Linked DNA regions of Mus musculus: region 2 is linked to region 1. Evidence: chromatin contacts called from public HiCAR-type data. All regions are on one chromosome and are shown on one strand. Each heading gives the region's core, a stretch centred on a gene start, on an enhancer-like site or on the middle of the called end of the contact. The rest is flanking DNA. Distances are from core to core; before and after follow the strand shown.

Evidence for each region. HiCAR-type assays count read pairs that join an accessible place to other places.
Region 2: a HiCAR-type map of kidney shows a contact between it and region 1, with 2.3 times the contacts expected there. The contact joins the enhancer-like site here to the promoter of Fbxo2 in region 1. A contact is called at or near these places in 17 of 39 promoter capture datasets (the 3T3-L1 cell line, 3T3-L1-derived adipocytes, the C10 cell line and 10 more), 2 of 15 datasets of contacts at CTCF or cohesin (large pre-B cells and pro-B cells), 3 of 484 Hi-C or Micro-C datasets (the N1E-115 cell line, embryonic stem cells and nephron progenitors), 11 of 115 datasets of contacts at active chromatin or transcription factors (SST interneurons, astrocytes, bone marrow-derived macrophages and 8 more) and 1 of 9 other capture datasets (adipose tissue).

What each region holds. Positions count from the first base shown.
Region 1 is chr4:148,158,370-148,163,527 of GRCm38.p6, forward strand. It overlaps Fbxo2 (F-box protein 2), which reads left to right and starts at 2,299. Exons shown (of 6, transcript NM_176848.1): 1 at 2,299-2,342. The coding sequence starts at 2,321. It overlaps Fbxo44 (F-box protein 44), which reads right to left and starts at 1,725. Exons shown (of 6, transcript NM_173401.5): 1 at 1,374-1,725; 2 at 168-454. The coding sequence starts at 432.
Region 2 is chr4:148,485,692-148,490,849 of GRCm38.p6, forward strand. It overlaps Mtor (mechanistic target of rapamycin kinase), which reads left to right. Exons shown (of 58, transcript NM_020009.2): 24 at 358-450; 25 at 1,085-1,231; 26 at 3,785-3,927. Among named protein-coding and RNA genes, the nearest start is that of Angptl7, 12 kb to the right of the region's middle. Within about 2 kb of position 2,485, at least 24 of the 459 cell types and tissues checked have an H3K27ac peak or open chromatin away from gene starts, as enhancers often do. A contact at or near this core is called in kidney, where this site is marked.

The sequences.
Region 1 (5,158 bases), core at 1,049-3,548:
GTACCTATTTGAAAAGTGGGTGCGTCACTAGTCCCTGCATCTAAGAATTATTTTGAGAGGAATAAAGGCCGTAATATAGCTAAAGGGCTCACAGCCAGTGTTTAGGACGCATACTGTGGTCATCTAATAGAGCATGGGTCCTGTTGAGGCATACTCTCCGCACCCACCTTCAGCACAAGGGTTGTGAAGGAGGTTCCTCTGGAGGCTGCGCAGGAAGTAGAAGATCTTCCAGTCAGCCACAGGCTGGTCCCAGTCCTCGGTGATGAAGCCCTCTTGAAGGCACTTGCGCTTCCAGAGTGTAACCAGGTCAATGAGGTCTCGCCAGAGGCTGCAGACCGGTCGGCAGCGCAGCAGCAGTTGGCGAGCTGGGATGTGGATGAACAGTTCCAGCAGGATGTTCTCTGGCAGCTCGTTGATGTTGCCTACTGCCATGGTGGCGTCTCCTAGCCAGCTCCTGTGGGTATTGGAGAGCCGTGCTATACACCGAGCCTTCTCCCTGGCGAGTGGCAATCCCAGCACCCAGGGATAGAGAGATTCCCAACTCTGCGGGGGGCCACAGAGTTGCTGTGCTGTTCTGACCTTCTGTTTCCACAGTAAACGGGACGAGGGGCTGGGGCATGGTAGTTCCCTCCTGGGTCACTAGAAGCTCAAGGTGCATGGGCCGGGGAGTTGCTTAATAAACCATGAGATCTGATTTCCCCCAACCCGGGCACCTAAGAACAGCCTCTAAGGACGCCCAGGGACCTTCCCAAGGTCACACAAACAGGAGAGGAGGGGAGGCAGCTCCGGCTCTCACTGAAGGTAGAGCCAGCCATTTTCAATAGGCCAGCAGTCTTTTAAGAGGAGGGTAACAATGGGAGGCCTTGTGAGCCCTCCAGCTTGCCACTCTTCATTTCCTCCCCATCCCCCACACGGGGAAAGGGACAGAGATGATGATCGGGGGTTATCACTGGCCCTCAGGACCGGTCACGGAGTACAAAGGGCTCAGTGACGTTCTTAAGATCTCAGAGAATATGACCCGTTTACCTGAGCCTGAGGAAAGATGTACGAGTGGAAAAGAGCCTTCCTATCTCCCTCCCGCACCCCCCCCACCCGCCCCGGCCCCCTGCAGTCTCCCATTTATGCTTGGCTCTAAAACGGGCTACCTTGCTCAAGACCAGATTCAGATCTCTGAGCACCGATGGCGTCCATAGCCCAGTTCTTCGAAGCCTCACAGTACAGTGGGGGGAGGGGAGGGGAGAAAGCCTGAGGCCTGGGCCTTAAAGGCGCTAGGCCCTCATGATCGCAGAGCGCGCGCGCCCCCCCCCTCCCCTCTAGGTCTCTGCCCACTGTGCCTCAGTCCCCGAACTGGGCGCTCCCCCTCCCGCAGTCACCTGCGATCCGTCGCGCTGAGCGATCCTGCCAGGCCGTGGGGCTGTACAGCCCGAGCCTGCGTGGCCCGGAAGGCAGACCTGCCTACTGCCCGCCAAACGTCTCCTTGCTGGGGCGCTCACTGCTCCCCTCCTTCTGTCACCTGCTCTTAGCCGGGTTACGTTGGAGAACAGCACCCAAGACACAGCCCCGCCTACTACTCATCAGACCCCGCCCCATCCCCATCCCACAACACTGGCCCCTCTCCCTCCCCATTCTCCTTGTCAACTACTTTTGGTCGCGCTGCGCCATACCCTTGGATCCTGGGGATGAGCCTTACGGACCAATGGAGGCCCGGGGTGCGACCCGCCCACTGTTTGTCAGACCACGCCCCACGCCCCACCCCATTTTCTCCGTCACCAGCTTTTAGTCCGGCTGCCCCACAACGCTGGGTACTGGAACTGCGCCTTTCTGCCAGAGTTGGTTCACGATGCGGCCCCGCCCACTGCCCTCAAGGCCCCGCCCACCATTCCTTCAGGCCCCGCCTCACCCGCGCACTCCCCGGATTCGCCCCCATCACAGCGTAGGAAAATTACCTGGGGGGTTGGGGAGGAGGAAAGCTCCGATACCCCCAACTCCACTGGGCTCGGCGCCAGCACCCTCTACTCCCCAGTAGTCCGACTCCATATGTCCTCCTGCAGTCATCCTCCAGGCACACTAGAAGCCCACCCATTCTGTAGCTGTCCCTGCCCCTCTCCAGTCCCAGGCTCCTCCCGGAAGCCGCACCTTGGGTTACGGGGCGGGGGGTGGGGGTGGGGGGGTACAGGACTCCCAGCCCTTAGCCGGGGGCCAGAGGCGGGGCGCACGGGGCCTTTAAGAGGCGCGGCGGCGCGGGCCCGGCTGACGCGGGCAGCTCCAGGACTCGCCACCCGCAGCGCTCAGGCTCTTCTCTCTTGACAGCACCGCAGCGATGGATGGAGATGGTGATCCAGGTATCCGCTGCTGGCCCCGCTAGATACAGACTCGGGAGACAGGGCGGACCAGCGCCGCAGAAGGCGCTCAAACTTTCGCGCCAGGAAAACCCTAGAGATAGTCTAGGGAGCAGGTTTCTGCCTGGTGTCGTGGTGTGGAGGGAGGAGGACGCCTGGGTCTCCAAAATGGCATCGGAGGACTCTGGCATCTCAGGCTCCAGACTTCCTGGGGTTTGAGAGCCGGGTTCTTGCAAGCTTTTGCTTCCATGAACTTCTTCCATTTGCTAGCGCTGCCCTCCCTGCCTCTTGAGCCTCCGGAGTCCCCGCGGGGTCCTAGGGTTTACAAACTTTATCCTGCCTCCATCCTAGCTTCCTGAGGGACTCCCTTCTCTGGAGGGGCCGTCTTGTATTGGAGTAGCGGGGCTGTTCCGTGGGAACCAGGCTAGGGGTGAGGAAGGCTGCTTTTGGCAGAAGCTCTGGGTCCTCAAGGATTGCCCAGTCATCTTTTCTGGCACCAAAGACCCCACCCCTTCTGCCCTCCGGCTCCCTGCTGGGCCTGTAGGGGGCTGCTTGCTGAGTCAGACCTGCCTGCCTTGACTCTTATCCCTTCCTCACTAACTATGCTCAGCTCGGAGTGTTCACTCTTTAGGGGAGGAGGTGAGGGAACAGAGGTGGCCAGTCTTCCCTCCTACTCCCAAGTCCTCACTCTCAGTCGGTGCCTGGCTTCAACATCATCCACAGGGCCCCAGAATAGGCTACCGTTTTCTTCCTGCTCCCAGGAAGTCCCTGGGCTCAGGGGCCCAATCCAGGTGAGTGAGTCAGCTTGGGGTCAGCATCCATGGCTAGATAACTTTCCTACAGCAACAATGTGGCAAGTTGTGTGCAAGGGAGCAGGTGGGGGGGGCTGTAATCCGATCTGGGGCCTCAATGCCAGGCCTAGGGGCCAGGAGAGAGGACTGGGTGAGGTGCACCTTTCCGGGGAGCATCAGGTATCTGCTGGGGCCAGGGCAGGGCTGGGTGATGGTAGAGAGGTGAGGACGTTGGGCCCAGCTCTCCAGAGCTGTTGGAAGCAGGACAGACAATTGTTTTTCCTTCTGCTTGATGATGTCCTGTGGTGGAACCTGGAAGAAATGCTAGGACCCTCTGCACCCGTTTTCTCATTGCCAATGAAGGAGTAAACCCCTACATATGAAAATGTGACCAAAACACATCAGAAATGTGGGGAAAGTACGCTGTCTGTCTGTCTGTCTGTCTGTCTGTCTGTCTGTCTGTCTGTCTCTCTGTGTGTGTGTGTGTGTGTGTGTATACAATTCACCATGGCTGATGGAGGACTCACTGTGTGCTCTAAAGAGAGGGGAAATCCCGAGTCAGCTTTCCAGTGTCTGACAGTGTAGATGCTATTGACTGCATCCCCTTAGAAGAGGTTTAGGGAACGGGCCACCTGTCCCTCCCCTGCCCCAGGCCTGCTCCCTTATTTCCTTGGCTTCTTGGGGTCAGACCAGTCTTCAGGGACTCTGAGAGAGATGGCCTCCATTACACAGGGTGGCTGGGTCCCCTCCCCACTGGCCCTCTCTCCTTTAGAGATACTGCCCACTCAGTGTCTGCTTACTCAAGGTTTCTTCTTCGGTGGCCCAGATGAGGCGCGCTGAGATCCAAGAGATACACAGCTGCCCACAGCAGCCTGGGTATTCAGTGGGCTGACCTGGAGAACCCAGCCTGGGAGGCAGTGCTTTTTGTCCTGTCTCCCAGTCTTCACTGTGGAGTCAGGCGTCCCCACTGGCTTAGCAAGAGTGGATGTCCCCATTGCTTTGCTCCTTTGTGGGAAGGGGATGAATTTCAGTATAAATCTGACAGTCTGACACAAGGATGACTCCATTTCACAGATGAGGAGACTGAGGGTGAGGGATGGGAAAAGAGGGGAGGAAGACTCTTCCCAAGTCACCTAGCATCTCTCTTTGTCTGTTTCCCTTTCCCATTGGCTGGCTGGGGCTAGCTGGATCTCGAGCTCATTTTCCTCACCCAGAGCCCTTGAGTGTCCCTTTCCCTAACACTGCCAGTGGGACCTACACTAAGTCACTTCATATTCACAGCTGAGCATCCACAGTATCCAAACCAAGGCCAGATTGTCAATTCAGCCAGGTTTTTGTTTTTTGCTTTTTGTTTTTTCGAGACAGGGTTTCTCTGTGTAGCCCTGGCTGTCCTGGAACTCACTCTGTAGACCAGGCTGGCCTCGAACTCAGAAATCCGCCTGCCTCTGCTTCCCGAGTGCTGGGATTAAAGGCGTGCGCCACCACGCCCGGCTCAGCCAGTTTTTTAAAAAATATTTATTTTATGTATATGAGTACACTGTCGCTGTTTTCAGACACACCAGAAGAGGGCATCAGATCCTATTACAGATGATTGTGAGCCATCATGTGGTTGCTGGAAATTGAACTCAGGACCTCTGGAAGAGCAGCCAGTGCTCTTAACCACTGAGCCATCTCTCCAGTCCTCAACCAATTCTTTTGGTGCCTGTTAAAGCTGGCTTCTGTGTTGGACTGAACAGATTCAAACACAGGCTCCCAACTGCTTATACGGTGTGTGATTCTGGACCTTGTCACTTTTCTGTCCCTTCGTGAAGCAGACTTGGGCCCAGCCTGAAGGAGATGGGTTGAGGATTGAGGGAGTAATTCCAAGGCTCAGAGCAGTACCTTGCTCATAAGCGCTGATAAAATTCAGTAGCTCCTGACTCTACAAGGGACAAAAGTGGTGTCTCCCAGGCCACATCCTTGAGGTCAGTCCATTGTACACAAAGGTTGCTATCAAACAACCAGAGCAAGTACGGAGGCTCAGGTGCC
Region 2 (5,158 bases), core at 1,235-3,734, 330 kb after region 1:
CTGGGTACCAGTGTCCAACAAGTGAAGTCACTGTGGGCAGCATCGTGAGGACTTTGTCTTTTATGCTGAGCAAGACTAGAAGGCTTGGGAGACTTTGATCACAGGACAAATAGAATTGATATTTTAACATGATGATTGTCAGTGATATATTCAGAATGGACTGCAGAGAAAGAAACCTGGGCATTGAGGAAAGCCAGTGGAGGGTGATGGGGAATTGGCCTGGAATTACATCTGGAGTGGGAAAGGAGTTGTAGGGACTTTTACAGGGAAGTGGCTGCCCTCCAGTGCACAGCAGTGTGTTCTGCCATCTGCTCTCCAGAATAAGAGTCCTTGCTGTCTTACTCCCTCCTCTTGTAGTACCAGATCTTCATTCCAATGGTGAATAAAGTCCTCGTGCGACACCGGATCAACCACCAGCGCTATGATGTGCTTATCTGCAGAATCGTCAAGGTGAGCAGGCACCCTTCTGCCCTGAGGTCTTCAGCATCTTTCCTTCTTGGCATTTTGTCATAGCAAAGGGCAGGCCATGTCCAGCTTTTCAGCCCTGGCTAGGACTGGCAGACAGGCTGCTGGAGAAGTAGTGTTTTTCAGCACTATAGGCTGTATGGCTTCTCTGTATGGTTTCTGTTGAAGCCATCCACATAACACAAAACTAATGAGTCTGGCCTCAGTCCAGTTAGATTTTATTTGTGGACACTGAAATTTGAGTTTCTCACAATTTTCATAAATTGTAAAGGATTAAATTTTATTTTGACTACTTGAGATTGAAATGAATTGTTTTTAGCTCCTAGGCTGTATGGAAACAGGCAGCAAGCTGTGTGCCATTGGTGCCCTAAATAGCTGATCGTTTATTTGTGCTCACAGTTTGCCTTTGTCTGGCTTTTTTATGACTTACCCATTAAAGGTTTGTCCGTGACCCCAGCAGGGAGTTCAGGCACATGGTTATTTTGTGTATAGGTGCCATGCATACTGCTTGTTGAAATCCTGGCTCTTGCAGGTAGGGATCTCCTGAGGTTCGTGCATGTTTTATAAGCTGGGATCATATGTGGAGGTGCGGGTGTTTTCAGTACATCTCTGCTTGCAGGGGTACACACTTGCTGATGAGGAAGAAGACCCTTTGATTTACCAGCATCGAATGCTAAGGAGCAGCCAGGGAGATGCCCTGGCCAGTGGACCAGTTGAGACAGGACCCATGAAGAAACTGCATGTCAGCACCATCAACCTCCAAAAGGCAGGTCCATTGTTTCCAGGGGGATTGGGAAGCAGGGCTCTGTTTTTTTTCTCTCATTCAAAACCTTCATCTCTCAGCACCTTGAATGTACACCAGCTAGCTATCAGCCTAAGAACCTCAGCGTCATGAACTTAGGCCATTACATTGATTTGCTTGTTACCTTTGCTTTTTTGTTTACTTCATTTTCTTTTGTTGCTGTTGCTCTGTGACAGGGTCACACTTTGCAGCTCTGGCTGGTCCTGAACTCACTACGTAGTCTAGGCTGACCTTAAACGTGTAAACCTCCTGCCCCATGCTCCCTGCAGCAAGTGCTCTTAACTGCTGAGCCAGCTCTTCAGCCCCAGTCAGCTGTGAGTTGTTTTTTTTTTTTCATGTAGAAAATAAAGTATCTTTTGTGTTTGCTCAGACCTTCATTAGTAGGACCTTTGTGGAAAAAAAAGAAAAAAGAAAAAGCGCTCTCATGAGAACAAAGTTGGTGTCTCAGTTTCTTTTCCTGCTGCTGTGGTAAAAGACTCCCACAGAAGCAACCTGAAGAGATCGGGTGTATTTTTGCTTACAGTTCCAAAGGGACATAGTCCATAATGGCAGGTACGATATGGCAGTGGGAGCAGGAGACCGGCTGGTCACATTGCATCCATGCTCAGGAAGCAGAGACAGAGCAGGAAGTGGGACTGGGCTATAAATCTGCAGGATCCTCACCCACTGAGTCACTTCCTCAGCACCACCACCCTGGGAGCCAGGTGAATCAGTCGGAGGCATTTCATATGCAAACCACAGAAGCTGGTAAGGCCCTGATTAGCATAAAACCTACGTGGGCTGTTTAAAGCAGTGAGTTTTACTCTTCTCCTTTTCATTGGGCTTCCTAATTTCTAGGGATCTTATTAAAATATTTATTCTGCTGTGAAATGTCTGAGGTCATGGGAGATAACTGTAAAGAGCTCCCAGGTCTGGCCGTGGACCACACTTTGAATATCTAGCTCTTAGAACTTTGCTAGTAAGTACTGAATGGTCTCTGCTGACCAGAGCCTGGAATGTAGCCAGCTTTTTGCCTGTCTTGACACATTTTGTTCATCACTTTGAGGTAGGCCGCCTGGATACAGTTATAAGAAGCCTGAGGCTCAGTGTTGTAGCTGAGTGGCCAGGTTGGGATTCCACCAGCATTCAGGCTTCAGGAACAACAACATGCCCACACTGCTAAAGTTCACTTATAAATAAGAAGACAGACACAGGGCATTAAGTTCCAAAGATCAGGGAGCCAAAAGTTACATAACTGAGATTTAAATTCAAGCCCTTGAGTTCCTGGGTGTGGCTTTGGCCTCTACACTAGACTCTTCCAGAGCCTGATGCCTCCACTTACCTACCCAGGCTGTTCCAGGAATACTTTGTGGGGCCAGGGATGGAACCTAGGGTCTCATACATGATGTTCTCAGCCACTAAGCCATACCTGAGCTCCACAGAGCTCACTTGCTGCCTGGAGAGGTCAGGGCTTTGAGGAAGCTTCTGGTCCGTCCGCTGGTGTAGCCTGGCAGTTTCTCTCTCTAGGAGTTAGCTCTTCTGCTCTTCTGCACACAGGTTGTGCTGTGCAGCTGCTCTTCGCTTCTCCGTGGGTTCTTCTTTTTCACATTCTTTATTCCTCCTGGTTTCACCCCCTACCACTAGATAGGAGAGAAAGGAGGATGGGGGTTGGGGGGAGACACAGACAGACAGACAGACAGACAGAGATCTTTGATCTAATTTCTTTCCCTTGTTTCTTCTTTGAGCTCAACTACTAACAAACTGCAACCAAGCCCACCTAGTGGGACTCTAGCATTTATACACCCTCTGAAAAACTCCCAAATGTCACACAATCACAAAAACTATCTGCAGCTGACAAAGCCATTCCTCTTCTAGAGCACAAGTCAAATCATAGTCAGCTGCTACAAAGCAACCCCATATCCCACACCTGGGGTTAAACAAAAACATATTCTTTTTTTTTTTTTTTTTTTTATTACATATTTCCTCAATTACATTTCCAATGCTATCCCAAAAGCCTCCCACACCCCCACCTCCCCTACCCACCCATTCCCATTTTTTGGCCCTGGCGTTCCCCTGTACTGGGGCATATAAAGTTTGCCTGTCCAGTGGGCCTCTCTTTCCAGTGATGGCCACAAAAATATATTCTTACAGTATTTCTGTCTTGTTTTTAAAGAAACCAAAATTCCAGAATTCTTACTATAGCGCCGAATGCCCAGCTCACTTCTGTACTGCAGTGGCCCTTAGACTTCATTGAAGGCACACGCTCTGAATGTGACAGACCTGGTCACATTGGTTCTGGAGAGTCCAGCACCAGCAGGTGGCCTTTCCCACACTGTGCTATGTTCTTGGGGCCACCACTTTTGCTTTATGTATTTTAATGAAACATCACTGCTTTGCTTATGTTCTGGGAGAGCTTTATCATAGTAGGTATGAATTTACTAATCAGAGCAGAATGGTGGTGACATAGGTTGCCATGGTTGCGCCTCACAACTGGCCCTTAAATTTGATGGTTTCTCATTGTCACCTATGGTATCACAGGCCTGGGGAGCTGCCAGAAGGGTCTCCAAGGACGACTGGCTGGAGTGGCTGAGGCGCTTGAGTCTGGAGCTTCTGAAGGACTCCTCATCGCCCTCCCTGCGCTCATGCTGGGCCCTGGCGCAGGCCTACAACCCCATGGCCAGGTACGGTACGGCACGCAGAGCTCCGACCTGGCTCTCTTCCCTTTGCTCAAGGCTCCTCCCCAACCCCACAGTGGACATTTATTGTTTATAGTGAGGCATAAAATGGTAATTTAATTAATGGGCAGCCATTTTTATTAACAGACATTACAAGCAAGGTATTTTATGTCAGTTTCATCAGCACAGCTGGCTTGCTGTGTATTGAGCAGTAGTCGTGGGCTCCAAGATTACAGTTTGTCATGATTTGCTTCCTCTAATTTATCTCAAGTTGTTTGTTTGTGTCTTTAATATTTAAAGTGCCGCGTCTAGAAGTTCTCTAGTGTATCTGTCTGTGGTGTAGGCTCACACATGCCTCGCTGATCGTCTGTGTCACCTTCTACCCAGGTCACCTCTGAGCACAATGCCATGTCCAGAGAAACTGTGGCCATTTATTAATAACTTAGTCCCAAATGTAAACACTGGAGATCCACTGTCACATCTGGATAGATAAGGAAAGCTTATTTTTCTTTTTTTTTTTTAAAGATTTATTTATTTATTATATGTAAGTACACTGTAGCTGTCTTCAGACATTCCGGAAGAGGGAGTCAGATCTTGTTACAGATGGCTGTGAGCCACCATGTGGGTGCTGGGATTTGAACTCTGGACCTTTGGAAGAACAGTCGGGTGCTCTTACCCACTGAGCCATCTCACCAGCCCCTTATTTTTCATTTACACTAGACTTGTCAGTCTGATTAGAATTTCAAATTTTGGGTGGTTTTCTTTTTTCCTATCAAATTCCAAAATTATACTCGTTCTAACTTAACCTTGAAATGTGTAATGGCGATTGAAGAAGCATAGTTCTAAACCCATCACTGCAGGGACGTGTTACACTGTCCTCTCCTCTGCCACCACAGGCCACAGAGCCTAGAAAAGTAGAGTGGAAGGTGGGGCTAGGGGGTGGGAGAGTTCATCCATGTGACACTGTGGCGATTTCAAGTTGGTGGTACTGCCTTGGAAGTAGCTAGCTCTTTTGGTGTTGGAGGCTGGCCAGAGCCTCGCATACCTTCGTGTTTATTTTCTGCTGGTGCCTTGAGCGTGTAGCCTTCTCTTACGTAGTCATCAGTGTAGCAGATGCTGCCTTGGCCGTTTTTGATCTTAAGAATTTGGACATTGTCCAGGAAATGTTCCAAGGATCACATAAGGACTGCTACTTCCTCAGTCTGTTCACTTAGAAGTTCTCTTTCTGTTCATCCCA